Regions from separate parts of the Sus scrofa genome. Here region 2 is linked to region 1. Evidence: chromatin contacts called from public promoter capture Hi-C data. All regions are on one chromosome and are shown on one strand. Each heading gives the region's core, a stretch centred on a gene start, on an enhancer-like site or on the middle of the called end of the contact. The rest is flanking DNA. Distances are from core to core; before and after follow the strand shown.

Region 1 (7,161 bases), core at 1,275-3,774:
TGGTGTGTGGAGTGCTATTTGCACCAAGAGTGAGGGAAACTGTGATGCAAATTTCCAGCAGATAGGCAGAGTCCTGACCCGGTTCTTGGTCAAAGACGTGTGAGATTGCAGCAACTGCAAGAGGCGCCAAGAGGAGGGGGAGCACCTCAAAGGATGAGGGGGCTGGAGAACTTGTGCCCATCCCAGCTGGCAGAGAGTGGGGCTCCTGCTTTCCCCCTGACCCCAGCCCTGGCCCCCACCCTTATCAGGAAGGTTTGTAAAGCTCAGGGCCTGGGAGCTGGGGTCACTTGCCACTGGACCATCTGAGGGTAGAGCAGGGGCTGTGATGGCCCAGAGCAGTGTTGGGAGTGTACAGAAGAGCATCAGAGAGGTTTGGACAGGTTCAGCTGCCAACTGTTATGGAGATAGAGGTTTTGCACTGAGGAAGAGATGCTGAACCAGGCCAGGGAGGGCTGGCGCTTGCTGGGCACCCCTAGACTCACAGCAAAATACAACCATAGACCAACATTCTTTAATCATAAAGGCACTTAAGAATCCCTACAAACCCAAAGTTTCCCCCAAGAGTGGGTCTGCAGTCAACCCATCCTTCTGCCCTCCATCCACCCATCCAGAGCACTCAGAGTTCATCATGACCTGCAGAGGGGTCCATGCTGGGCTTGATGAAGATGCCTTCCATGGCCTTCCACCTATTGTGAGTGTTGGCGCTGGGCATGCCGTGCACCTCGTGTTGCCCACGGATGGGACTCCCGTATTGCTCACCGGTGACCGAAAGGAACACAGAGGTGCCCACGTGCTGGAAGCGCACTGCAGCCTCCCGCTCCCAGTGCTGCCCTGAGCAGCGCACTGTCCACAGGTCCAGGTCATCACCCTCGCCATCCTCCCCAAAGGCGCTCACCTCCTGTGGGTGCGGGTGGGGCAGGATGGGAGGACAGTAGTCATTATGAAGGGCACTCTGAGACTCCTGTAGACACTTGTCTAGCACTGCGCTCACACCCAGGGGCCTGCCTTGCAACTCTCTGAGCCTCAGTTTCCACAGCTGCAAAATAGGACAACACAACTCCTACCCCCAGCACTCAGAAGCCCCCCACCCCCCACCTCCGTAAATTTTTCAAACACCAGCACATCCCACCTCATCTGGGCAGCGACCACAGGCCCCCACAGGGCCAAGACCTTCTCCTCGCTCCTCCATGTTCCTCCTGTTCTAATCCCTCTGACCCTCACTCAGCATAAAGCCCACACCTCAGGCTGGGCTTAAGATTAAGGTTCTATTAATCTACTTTCTCTTCTGATAACCGTCCAAAAGCATCCTCTGTTCCAGCCCCACCTCCCACCCAGTTCCAATGAACTCCACATGCAAGCTCTTCCTTAGGCCTCAGAGACACTCTCCTCTCTGTGGCCTGGGGGGCTCCTCCTCCTTCCAGGCCCAGCCTGAGTTCCCCCTCCCCTGGAGGGTTTCCATTCCTCACTCCAGTGGCCATAGTGGATTCTCCTCCTCCGCTGTCGGATTGCCCCTCAGGGATGGCACTGTCTAGCTAGATGGCTCTTTCTGCCTGGGCAGAGAGCTCCAGGGGACAGGACCCTGACGCATGCAGTCACCTCGGTGTCCCCAGAGGGGGCGCTCAACAAACACTTCTGATTTGAAATTCCCGTTCCACAGAGGAAGTCGAGGCTCAGAGCCGGCGCCCGGCCCCTCACATATACTCCAGGGGCTCACCTGGTTGTTGGACAGCGGCGAAGGGAAGTGGTGCGTGTGCAGGTTCTTGCCGGTGAGCACGTGAGTCAGCCGAACCGTCTGCCCGCAGCGCACCGGAGACCCGCGCGGACACCCGCCCTCCGAGCCGCCGCGGATTTGCCAGTAGCTGTTGGCGTCGTCGGACGCCTCCACGCCGGTCACCGACTGCTGGCCGCTGCCTAGGGGGAGATACCCCACCCCCGGGGTTGCCGTCAACGCGACAACTCTGACCCTCGGCAAGGACACCATCATTTCTCCCGGACAAGCTCAACCCTGGGACCCAGTGGCTCCCTCAGCCCCTCCCGCCCGGGCGGGACTCAAGTCACCTGGTCCGAAGCTCCCGAATGACATCGCGACCACCCCGTCAAACAGCCAGACTCTGCCCCTTGGTCCGCAACTCCTTCAGTCCCTGATGATTCCCAGACCCCTGGCCGGCAGACCCCCGCCCCACCTCTGTCAGACCCCCACCCCTGGCCGCTACTGCCCGGATGCCGCAGCCCCAGCCCGCGCACCGGATCCGTATTTGATGTCGTGCGAATGCAGCCGCACCCGGTGCTGCGTGTTGAGCAGCTTCAGCACCGACCCACAGGTCACGAGGCCCGAGCCGGTCTTGGCGGCACCGCTGCCCGGCACCAAGAGCGCTAGCAGCAGCCCCAGCAGCGCCGGTCCGGCAGCTCGCCGGCAACCCGCGCTCCACATCGCCCCGGCCGGGCTCTGGCAACTCGGCCCGTGGACGCTTCCGTCTCCGCTGCCGGCCAATCGGGCTCTGACAGAGCCCACCACGGTAGCCAATCGCCGGCCTGCACGGCGCTCCGCCTGCACTGTTATTGAGTCCTTGTGGAAGGGACCCGCCCCCAGCTTTCGAGAGACGCGGCGGGGAGGGGGTTGGAGACACGAGGAGGGTTATGATTGGTCCACGCTTCCGAGGACTCACCAATGAGTATCAAGGGAAGACTGGGGCGGTGCCGAGCGGAGAGAGCTGGTGGCTCGCTCTGCAGGTGAGGGCGGCCCTCCCGTGGCCTCTGGGCCCCAGAACACCTGGTTCGCCTCTTCACGAAGGTCCTTGGCCCTAGATCCCCAGGACCTCAATCATGGTGTCTTCCTTGGGCCCTAAGTCCCGCAGCTGCAGGGTCTTGATGTTGCTCGACCACTGGATTACGTGGTCACAAGTGGACACATCTCAAAAACTCAGTCACCTGGTCCTTCAGTCCCTGGACCCCAGGATGGACTGGTTCCCCAGTCGCTTGGTCTTTACCCCTTCTCCTGCATTGGGTCACCTCAGTTCCTGGACCCTGGAGTTTCTGAATTCCTTGGCCACTCACTGACCCCTTCCAGGGCAGAATCTCATGGTCATTAGGCCGCTGGGCAGCAGAGGGAGCTGTGGTGTAGAGGATAGTGGCAGGTGGTCCCCAGAAAGCACCACCAAGCTGTCTTAGGAAACAAGAGCAGAGGGAGACCAAGTAACTGGGGACCAAGCCTCGGTTACTTTGCGTCCAGGGCTTCAGACCCATAGCCTTCTCAGAGGTCTGTGGGCTCAGTCTTCAAGGGGAGAAACTTACACCACTATTTATTCATTTGTGGAACATTCCTACGTTGACTTCACTCCAAGTCTTTCAATTCACCCCGTCTAGATGGCTCTGACTCCAAATCAGGCTGTGAGGCATCTCTCCTGCCCCAACCCCAGCACCCTCACCACCCTAATACAAGGCGCCTCCCACCCCTCCACATCTACCACCACCTCCTAGAAGAGTTCCCTGCTTCTGATAACTCAGGCCCCTCCAAGACATTTTCTACACAGGAAAGTGGTTTGTGCCTTAAAAATCATAAATTGGATCATGCCAGGTGTCTGCTGAAAGCTACCAATGGTTTCCTGTTACACTGGGAATGAGGGGATGGCAAGAACAGGGTTAGTAATCTCCCTGAAGGCAAAGAAAGGGTTCCAATAGCAGCAGAGACCCCAAGACTGAGTTGGGGAAGCCAATGTGGCTCCACTTGTAGTTTCTGGAGACTCATGGCTCCTCCTGGATGTCCCTTTTCCTGTATACCACATCCCCAGCTCACCTCATAGGTAGGTGCTCAGCACCCTCCACCTGGAGGCCACGGTTTGTCTCCAGGTTCAGATTCCCAGGCCCTACTCAAGGTGTAATAAGTGACAGGCGCGTGGGGGGGGTAGTTTGTTTCCAATCAAGTCTGCTAACAATTCTTCCCACTCTTGCAAGTGCCAGCTGCTCCTCTCCTCAAAGTATGGGGTCCCTCCCCCCATCCCCAACCTGGGCAGGCATCACAAGTGTCTTTGACCATGAGAATGCTGCAGAAATGCTGTTTGGGAAGTTCCAGCAGTCTGGCTTCTTCCCTCTAGGAAGCCAGCCACTGTTCCTGCTGGTCCCAGGCCAGAGGGACCACTGGATGGCCAGGGGCAACACGGAGAGAGATGCTGGAAGGGGAGAGGCCATGTGGCAAGTTCCAGCCATAGACTGGACCCCAGCTGAAAGCAGCCATTCTGGCTCTACCACTGCCAGCTGAGCCTGTCAAACACCAGTGTCATTACAAACACTGATTTTGCCTGAAGCCACTTGAGTCTCAGTTTGTTACATAGCCTGAAACAGGAGCTACGGGGAGATGTCTCTAGCATCATGTGCCAGTGGTGCCCAAAAGGGGCTGCTCCCACCCCAGGAACTGTCTCTAGACGTGTACCTCTGAGGCTGAGGTGGGGCATGTGCTCTACTCCCTTGAGACTACACAGTGGCACCTGGAAGCCAGAGGATATTGGGTGTGCCAACAGGGCCAATCAGCAGCCAAGTGACATGGCAGTCAATTGTGGCCCTGAATGGTGGTGATGGGGGCAGTGGGTGGCCTCAAGGTCAAATATGTGCTGTAAAAGATCCATGCTACAAGAGCTCTGTGGAAAAATGGGTCCCTGATCCCCCACCTCAGGACACCAGCCCCTCTGACTGGCAATGGAGCAAGTGCTCCCCGCCAAATCGCAGTGTATGGATGTGACATAGAGGGTCCTTCCTGCCTGGCTGCAGAAGCAGCTGACAGTGGCTATGTCCTCACCCATAGGCCACTGAGCATGGTCAGTCCAGGATGAGCTGGCCCGGCCTCCACATACTCAGCGAACTCCAGGGGAGGCAAGCCACACCAGGCTCCTGAAGTGGCAGCCTGCAAGGCGAGGCAGAGTGGAGTACCTCCAAGTGCTCCCTTCCCATGGGGTGGGGAGGAGCAGCCAGGGGCTGAAGCCTGGGTGAAAATGCCTGAATAGGAATGAACAGGCAGACGGGAGGAGGGTGCTGAGCTGGGGCCACCGAGCGGCTGGACACTCCAGGGCTGGGAGATGAGAACTGCCAGCCATAGCACCTAGCCATGCCCACAGACCCTTTGAGAAAGAGCTGTCCTGCCCAGGACAACTGCGGAAGGGTAGTTACATGGCAAGCCCAGGGCAGCCAATCCATAGCTTGACTGACCAGCAGCCCTGACATGACCTGCAGGGAAGAAGATTCAGGGGCCGGAGCCAGGAATTACAAATTAGGAAGGCACCCAGGAATGGGCAGATGGGCCCTGGCAGAGGAGCAGCCCTGGGGAAATGGGAACATGATGCATGGGGCCCTGAGGGAGCAGGAACCAGAAGCTCTAAGAGACTCAAAGAGCCAGGAATATGCAGACTGGAGTGGAAGAGAGCCACAAGCAGAGCACGTGAGGCCATGGGGCTCAGAGGGCCTTCCGCTGACTTGAAGGCTACCTTGGGGGCAGGTGCGCAAAGGGAGGCTGAAATCTCCAACAGGAAAACCAACTGTGCTCCATCGACACAAGTTTTATTGGTCCCATTGGCTACCCAAGAGGCTCAGCAAAGCTTGGCATGGGCACAAGCTGGCCTCTGCCCAGGGCAGCAGCTGGGAGGGTGGCATTCCAACAGAGTGGAGGAGCAGGACATTGAGTGCTCAGTGTGGCTCAGGGCTTCACGGGGAGTCACTGGGGCCCACAATTGAGTCTGCGGAGGGGCTGCCTGTGGCCTCCAGTGGAGACTCTGGGGAGCTCTGGGGCTCATCCTTGTCTCCAAAGAAATCGTCCTCCTCCACCTCCTCCTCCACTCCTCCCCCTTCTCCTCCACCTCCACCTCCTCCACCTCCTCCACCTCCTCCTCCACCTCCTCCACCTCCTCCACCTCCTCCACCTCCTCCTCCTCCACCTCCTCCTCCTCCACCTCCTCCTCCTCCTCCTCCACCTCCTCCTCCTCCTCCTCCTCCTCCACCTCCTCCTCCTCCTCCACCTCCTCCAATTCCTCCTCTTTGACCTCCTCCTCAATGCTCTGCTTGTCCTTCTTGTCCACTTTTTGCTTGGACAGATGGGAGGCCACGCTAGTGTCAGCTGATGTGGACACCTTGGGCTCTGGAAACCCACTGGGCTCCTGCCCTGCATCTACTGCGTTCTCCTGTGGGGTAAGCAGCAGCCCTGTGTCGAGGTGGGGTTCTGTGGTTTTGTCCTGGACCTTGGTGGCTCTGGTGGCCAACTGAGGCTGCACAGTGGGAGTCTCTGGGCTGCGCTGGGGGGTGTTGTGCTGGGAGGTTTCCTGGGATGCAGGCCGGGACACCCATCGTGTTGCCCTCTGTGACACCTGCTGGCTGCTCTGGGCCTCCTCCAGCCGGCGCAACAGGCAGCTCCAGTTGATCTTGGAGGACAAGTGGATGCGTGAGCCCTTCACCCTCTTGAAACCCAGGAAGAGGTCCATGAGTGCCTCGGTGACTGGGAAGGAGATGAAGCCCAGCTGCCCTGTGAGGTTCTTCTCAAACTTGTGTTTATAGATGAGCAAGGACACGGCCTGGTCCTTCAGGTAGCTGACCAGCTCCTCCTGCCAGGGGTTGGAGAGGTGGGAAACACTGCTGGACTTGGACAAGATGGAAGGCAGCGGCTTCTTCTTGGGGAACGTGTAACTTGGGCTCTGTGTGGCAGCCAGGGAGGAAAAGGCAGATATGTCATCCACTCCTGCTCCCCTGGGCACCCTCCCACCCAGACACCCTCCAGGTCACCCACATGGTGCTGCACTCAGGGTGCAGCCTTACCACATCCTGCGACTTCCTGAAGGCGAGGTGAGCACAGGCCCTGTGCATTGGCCCAGAACACACTTACCACACCGTTGACATGCTGGCCACACTGGTCAGGCCTGGGTGGAGGCCAGTGACCTCAGTCACAGTATCAGCTGAGTGGGAGCCTATACCACCCACCCTCTCCCAGGCCAGGGCTCAGAGGTGGAAGCATGCCTGGGGCTCAATGGGTGAAAGCAGAGTCAAGGGCTGTGCTGGGGAGCCACCAGGGTGAAGCCATCTCTGTCTCCTTACCCTTCCTGAGCAATGCCCACTGGGCAGGGAGGACACACTGTAGAGTCCTGTCCTGGGCAGAAGGACCAGAGGGAGCTAGACCACGAGTCCTACCCT
Region 2 (6,391 bases), core at 2,136-4,635, 71 kb after region 1:
CCAGGAGGGCATGGACCAGCCAAAGCCAGCTGTGGGGCCCAGGAAGTAGATCCCCTCTGCTATCCATCCAGAAAGGGGCACAGCCAGGATGGCAGGCCTCCCACCACCTAGAGCAGGAAGCCCTGTTTGGGCTGCTGCTGAGTGGCTCTCTCTGAGCCCCAGTTTCTCCTCAGGCACAGGGGGACCACGACAAAACTATGAGAAGGACACAGCCTGCACTGGGCAGGGCTTGCAGGTCCCCCCGCCCGACACCTGATCTCAGCTGTGGGCAGCCCTCAGTCTCCGGCCTCGCCTCATGGGGAGCCTGCCCTGCTGGTGCTCTTACCATTAGCACCACACCCCTCACCCATGGCACTTGCCACAGTCCAAGTTCACTGTTCCTGTGCCACATTTGTGTTTAGCATCTGCGTCTGCCCTTAGACTGTGAATTCCATGAAGACAGAGGCCACACCTCTCTCTTCTTCAGTCACGTGTTTACTGAGCACCATGTGCCAGACACTGTTCTAAATGCTGGGGAGATGTCTGAGAACAATAGGAAACATATTAACCCAAAATAAGAAACCTGGACCGACTGTAGCCACGGAAGGTAGGAGCTTAAAATGCTCCGGTGGGCCCCCAGGATGGAACCGAACACCTTCACCAAGTTTGAAAGCTCCAAAAAGCTCAGGGCACGGGCAACAAAAGAGGGCTGTGGATCAGCTTTCCCAGGACCCCAGACCCTATGACCACATGGCCCAGAGGTCTGTGACCAGGAATACAGGGTGAACCCAGACGTGAGGGGCACAAGCTTCCTCTCAGGATCGTTGGAGTCACACGGTGTTGGGGCAGTGGTGTCTGCGCTCATAATAGACAGGGGAGCCTCTAACCCAGAGGTTTGATGGTCTTAAATGTGTCCCTAGCAGCACACTTCTTTCAAACACTATTAAACCAAAGTCCTCCTTAGAACCTGACCAATGACATGAGTGAGTGGCTGTGTCCTATTTTTTTCCCCCTTTTTTAGGGCCACACCTATGGTCTATGGAACTTCCCAGGCTAGGGGTTAAATCAGAGCTGCGACTACTGGCCTACACCACAGCCACAGCAACGCGGGATCTGAGCTGTGTCTTCAACCTACACCGCAGCTCAAGGCAATGCTGGATCTTGAACCCACTGAGCAAGATGAGGGATCGAACATGCATCCTCCGGACACTATGTTGGGTTCTTAACCCACTGAGCCACAACAGGGATCTCCAGTGGCTGTGTCCTGTTGAAGCAGATGGGGCCAGTGTCTCCCCTTCAGCTCTGGTCAATCTTTCCCACCCCTACGGTTTTGTCCGGGAGCCCTAGGACAGTAGGGAAGTAACCCAGTTTGAAAACCACCCCAAGTAATCTGTCCCTTTCATGTTCTAGGCAAGACAGCCAGGGCCCAGAGAAGGCAGCCTGGTGCTCCAAGTCATCCATGGGGGTGACAGGCAGGTCACTGCACAAGCACTGCACAGCATGATGAGTGTGGGATGGCAGGAGCCTGGCACCGGTGAAGCCCTGGCTTGCTCTTCCACTTGACCACATTCCAGATGCCTCTGACGTGCCTCGGGTGGTGCCAGCATGGGCGGTGGCTGGATGGCGCCTGTGGGGCTCCCAGAGTCACACAGGGTCCTTCTCCCTGGTGGCAGCCTGCCTTCCTGCGCTGACTATTGGAGCCACTGCTCGGGGCTGCAACAGGACAGCCAGGCTGCAGAGCACCACCCACTGCACTGAGGTGACCATCCAGATGCCCTTGGGCCCTTGTAAGCCACCTGCTCTGGCTGAGCCTCAGGGCCTTAGCCTCTGTCAAACAGAAATGTGCTGAGGGTCTCCTGAAGACATGCTCCCTGTGGCCCCACGACCACCTGGACATTCCAGTGTCTCAACTCCCCATCCCCGCATCCACCTCACCTCTCAAAAAGAACACCTGCAGCCAAATTCCCCATGTTCATGTTACTCACCACTGCCCAATGGCATCACCCATGGCACATCAGCATTCAAGGGAACCCATTTTGAAAAACATGAGTACAGCAAAAGGGTGGGGCCAACAGGGCCACATGCTGAATGAACACAGCAAGTGCTTCTCTGAGCCTTGGTTTTGCCACCGGCAAGATGGGGCCGAGATGGTCTGCCCACCTACCTGAGAAATGGCTATGAAATTGAGAGGCCCGTCTGTCTGTTCTGCACCAGGAGCAACCCAGGAAGGTGAGTCAGAGAAGAGAGGCTGGGGGGGATTCACCCTGGGGGCCTTGAGGGTGGCTTGTGGCTAGAAAGCCATCCTCAGAGCAGCAGAGCCTGAGCTGTGAGAGGCTCTGGGTGCAACCCAGACCAGGATGGCACCACACACTGAGAAGCAGAAGGGTCTCAATGTGGTCACAGCATTAGGGACTGGATGCAAATGACTAGGTACCAAATGTCCATCCACATCTCCCAGAAGCCACTTGATGCCAGGGCAGGAAGGGCAGGGAGAGCCAGATTTAAGTAGGGCTCCTACAGCTGTGTGTGTGTGTGTGTGTGTGTGTGTGTGTGTGTGTGTGTACATGCACACATGTTCCACAGCTTAGGATTCCAACAACATCTCTGTTGAGGACTGAGCCTCACCCCCCGCCCAGCCTGATGCCTCTGCCTGAGGCCCCATTGGGCAGCCTGGGGCCTGGGGTCCTAGCCCTTGCTTCTAGGTGGTACCTGAATGTGGGCAGTAAGCAGGCCAGGTGAGCAGTAAGCAGGTCTGCACCCTTCAGGCCCTGCCTGCCTGGCCCTGGGTTCCCATCTCTCCTTTCTCAGAAGGGACTTTCACTTACCCCTCCTTGAGCCCCCTGTGGGCAGGGACCCAAACGTGTATCAGATACATCCCTGGTCCAAAAGGAGAAGCATTAGTTGGTGCGATCAGGGCAGCAGAGGCCTGGGTTGCCCAATCCTGGCCTGGAGAGTCAGGGAAGGCTTCCTGAAGGAGGAGAAAGAACTGCTAAGCAGAGGCCAAAGGATAAGACAAGGTTAATATAAGTGAGTGGACAAAACCACTAACTAGCCTGATCACCTGGAGTCAAACTCTTAATCCATAGGAGTTTAAAACTTCTCATCTGTAAAATGGGTGGTTTAAACCAGAGTTCTTATTGTGGCGCAGCAGAAATTAATCCAACTAGGAACCATGAGGTTGCAGGTTCAACCCCTAGCCTTGCTCAGTGGGTTGGGGATCTGACATTGCCATGAGTGATGGTATAGTTCGCAGAAACAGCTCGGATCTTGCATTACTGTGGCTGTGGCATAGGCTGGCAGCTGTAGTTCCAATTAGACCCCTAGCCCATGAACCTCCATATGCTGTATGTGCAGCCCTAAAGTAAATAAATAAATAAATAAATAAATAAATAAATAAATAAAGGCAAGCATTAGCACTGAGCATAGCACATAGTAGTTCCACAGTGGGCAGTGTTATTTCTGTTTCAGGCCATTTGGCATCCCAGACAGGGGAGAATGACACATGCAAAGGCCCAGAGGCCTTTGAACCAGGGGGCTCTTCAGACTCCTGGAAGAAGCTTGTAAAGGTCCAGGCCGAGCCTGAATGGGGGAGATAGGAACTTACACAGACCTCAGTGCAGCTCCTACCATATACCCAGCCTGTGGCTGACAGTGTCTCTCCAACCCTGGGAGTCTGTTTCTACCAACATACTCCCTTGTGCAGAGGCTGGGACAGGTGAAGGAACCAGCAGTGATCCCTCAGCCAAAAAGTGGCAGAGCATCCATAGTGAGTTTCAGGGGGCTGAGAGTACCTGCCTTCAGCATGGCAGCCCTGCCTGGCCCCAGCCAAACTTCTGCCTTGCAGACCTCAGTTTCCCTAGCTGTGAAAGAGGGACTAGGATGAAAATTAGAGAGCTGCCAGGGAGCCTTGCTCTGTCTGGGCACTGTGAACTCTCACCTCCTTGAAACCTTATAAACAGAGGAAATGAATGCTCCAAGAAGTCAGGGAACCCTGAGAGGTCACGAAGCACAGGAGGGAGCTGCATTATTAGCCCATCTTACAGATGAGAACATGGGAGCAACTGAAAAAGCTAAGGACTAGTTGACTCTGAAGACCCACCAGCTTTAACTACCTGACACACTGCCCTTTAGAGAACCATGGAAAGCTCTCTGGCCTTGCTGTCTCCAGGGAGGTGGTGTGGGGAGCCAGCGAGCCAATCATTTACTTTTTGGAAACACAGGCAGACCTGGGCACTTCTGAGCCAGACCAAAGGGCAGGCCGGGCCCTCATGGCAGCCCCATCCTCTCATCTCCCACCCTGCCTCTCCAACCCTGCCTCCGGATTTCACTTGACTCTCCTGCAACATGTTAAATGTGAGGCTCCACACTGGGTAAAAGACTGGGAGGGGGGCCCTCCCAGCTGTGACCCTGAGATTGGTTAGATGGCATCAGGAGGCAGAGTTATGCAGGCCTGAATCCACATTCAGCTACTTCTGGGCCACGTGACTGTGGGGAGGTCCGTATCTCCCTGAGCAACCCTGCAGGGTGATTGTAAAAACTAACCAAGAAACCGCAGGCCAGGCTTATGGTCCTGAACAAGCCCTTCTTCTCCCCTGTCTCCCCTGGCACCATGCCCAGCCCCTGGGCTGCAGACTTCCCTGTAAATTTGGAATAGGAGTTTTAAACAAATAATGCATGCAAGTCCTTGGAAAGGGTCTTTGGAAGGGTAGGTGCAGTGGGGATGCAGGAGCCAGATGCTCCCCCCTCCCCTGCAGGTGAGCCCAGGGCTCACACCCAAGTTTGGGCATATCCTGTGGTGATTCCTAGCCGCCAGACCACCTGAATCCACAGCAGTGCCAGGTGGGGTGTGCTCACACCCCACTGGTGATCTTGACACATACACCAAGCCCCCTTCTCCAAGCTCAAAGAAGCAGCTCAGACTTCCCATGAGTTCAGGGCCTGAAAGGGATCGATACAGTCCCTGGAAGAGGGCTGGGGTGAGACATTAGGGACTTGGTGGTAGGACCAGGGAGAAGCCTGGGGCCAGAGGGAGTCCTGGGCATTCCAGGAAGGGCATAGGCAGTGTCGAGCCCAGTGTCAGGAGCCCAGCCCCGACATAGGCAGCCGGGAGTGGAGCGCAGGCTAGTGCACCCACCGCAGGTCGTAGGGAACGCACCCAGAGACAGGAGGGGCGCGAGGAGACCCAGCCAGGCACCGGAAGGGGCGCGTGCGGCGGTTGGCCGCGGCCAGGTCGGCTGCCGTTGGCGAGAGGCGGCCTGGGCCAGGAGAGGTCAGACGTTTGGCCCGGCCGCGGCCACCATGACCAAGGACTCGCCCAGCCCTTCGGGCAGCGGCCACGCGACACCCAAGAAGCTGGCTACTCCGGGCCCGGCGGCGGCGGCACTGGAGGAGCAGAGGCGGGAGCTGGAGAAGCTTCGGGCTGAGCTGGAAGCTGAGCGGGCGCGCGGGCGGGCGGATCGGCGGCGCTTCGCAGCCGAAGCGCGCCAGCTGAAGGAGGCGGCCGAGCGGGAGCGGCAGCAGCTGGTTGACCACCTGCGCTCCAAGTGGGAGGCACAGCGTGGCCGGGAGCTGCGGCAGCTGCAGGAGGAGGTGCTGCGGGAGCGCGAGGCCGAGATCCGGCAGCTGTTGCGCTGGAAGGAGGCCGAGATGCGGCAGCTGCAGCAGCTGCTGCATCGCGAGCGCGACGGCGTGGTGCGCCAGGCTCGGGAGCTACAGCGCCAGCTGGCCGAGGAGCTGGTGAACCGCGGCTACTGCAGCCGAGTGGGGGCGCCCGAAGTCGCCGCCGCGCAGTGCCGCTGTCGCCTCCAGGATGTGCTGGCCCAGCTCCGCTGGGAAACTGACGGCGAGCAGGCCTCGCGCATCCGCCACCTGCAGGCGGCGCTCGACGTGGAGCGCCAGCTCTTCCTCAAGTATATCCTGGAGCACTTCCGCGGGCACCCCGCCTTGTCCGGCGCCGCCGACCCTCCGGTCGTGCCTTCTTCTGAAGAGCCGTCCCACGAGACCACCGCAAAGTCCCCACATCAACTCGGATCCCTTGATGGCGGGAACGCCGGCGCCCGCGCGCGCTCCCGCTCCCTCGACCGAGTGCCCGCTGCGTGCTCCAAGTCCCCAGACAGCCTGCTCCCCGCGCGCGCCAGCTCCCTCGATTCCTTGGCCCGAGCGCATTCCTGCTCACTCGGCAGCACCCTGAGTCGCCCCAAGACCCCCGAAGCCTCCTCGCCAGACACCTTCATCCCAGGATCCCCAGGCCCCCCGCCGCCGCCACCACCGTCGGAGCACAGAAGACCTGGCGACATGCGAGAAGGGGAAGAGTCGGGGAGTAAGCCGTGCGAAGCCCCGAGCCCCTTGCCGCAGGGCGAGGACTACCGCGAGCTGGTGAAGCGGAACTCGGAGCTGTCCGAAGCGTTGCAGG

Evidence for each region. Promoter capture Hi-C pulls out the DNA fragments that hold promoters and counts their contacts.
Region 2: a contact with region 1 is called in a promoter capture Hi-C map of liver, with 11 times the contacts expected there. The contact joins the promoter of LOC100153093 here to the promoter of SDF2L1 in region 1. A contact is called at or near these places in 4 of 5 promoter capture datasets (fetal liver, fetal skeletal muscle and liver), 21 of 47 Hi-C or Micro-C datasets (adipose tissue, alveolar macrophages, blood and 13 more) and 2 of 2 datasets of contacts at active chromatin or transcription factors (alveolar macrophages and skeletal muscle).

The regions. Positions count from the first base shown.
Region 1 is chr14:50,249,112-50,256,272 of Sscrofa11.1, forward strand. SDF2L1 (stromal cell-derived factor 2-like protein 1) reads right to left here and starts at 2,525. Exons shown (of 3, transcript XM_001929542.5): 1 at 2,245-2,525; 2 at 1,715-1,911; 3 at 496-898. The coding sequence starts at 2,431. The coding sequence ends at 617. It overlaps LOC110256815, which reads right to left and starts at 6,749. Exons shown (of 3, transcript XM_021073687.1): 1 at 6,000-6,749; 2 at 4,790-4,894; 3 at 2,802-2,882. The coding sequence starts at 6,749. The coding sequence ends at 2,802. LOC100154312 (coiled-coil domain-containing protein 116) reads right to left here. Exons shown (of 5, transcript XM_021074433.1): 5 at 6,748-7,161.
Region 2 is chr14:50,319,652-50,326,042 of Sscrofa11.1, forward strand. It overlaps LOC100153093 (RIMS-binding protein 3A), which reads left to right and starts at 3,386. Exons shown (of 1, transcript XM_001926953.5): 1 at 3,386-6,391. The coding sequence starts at 5,278.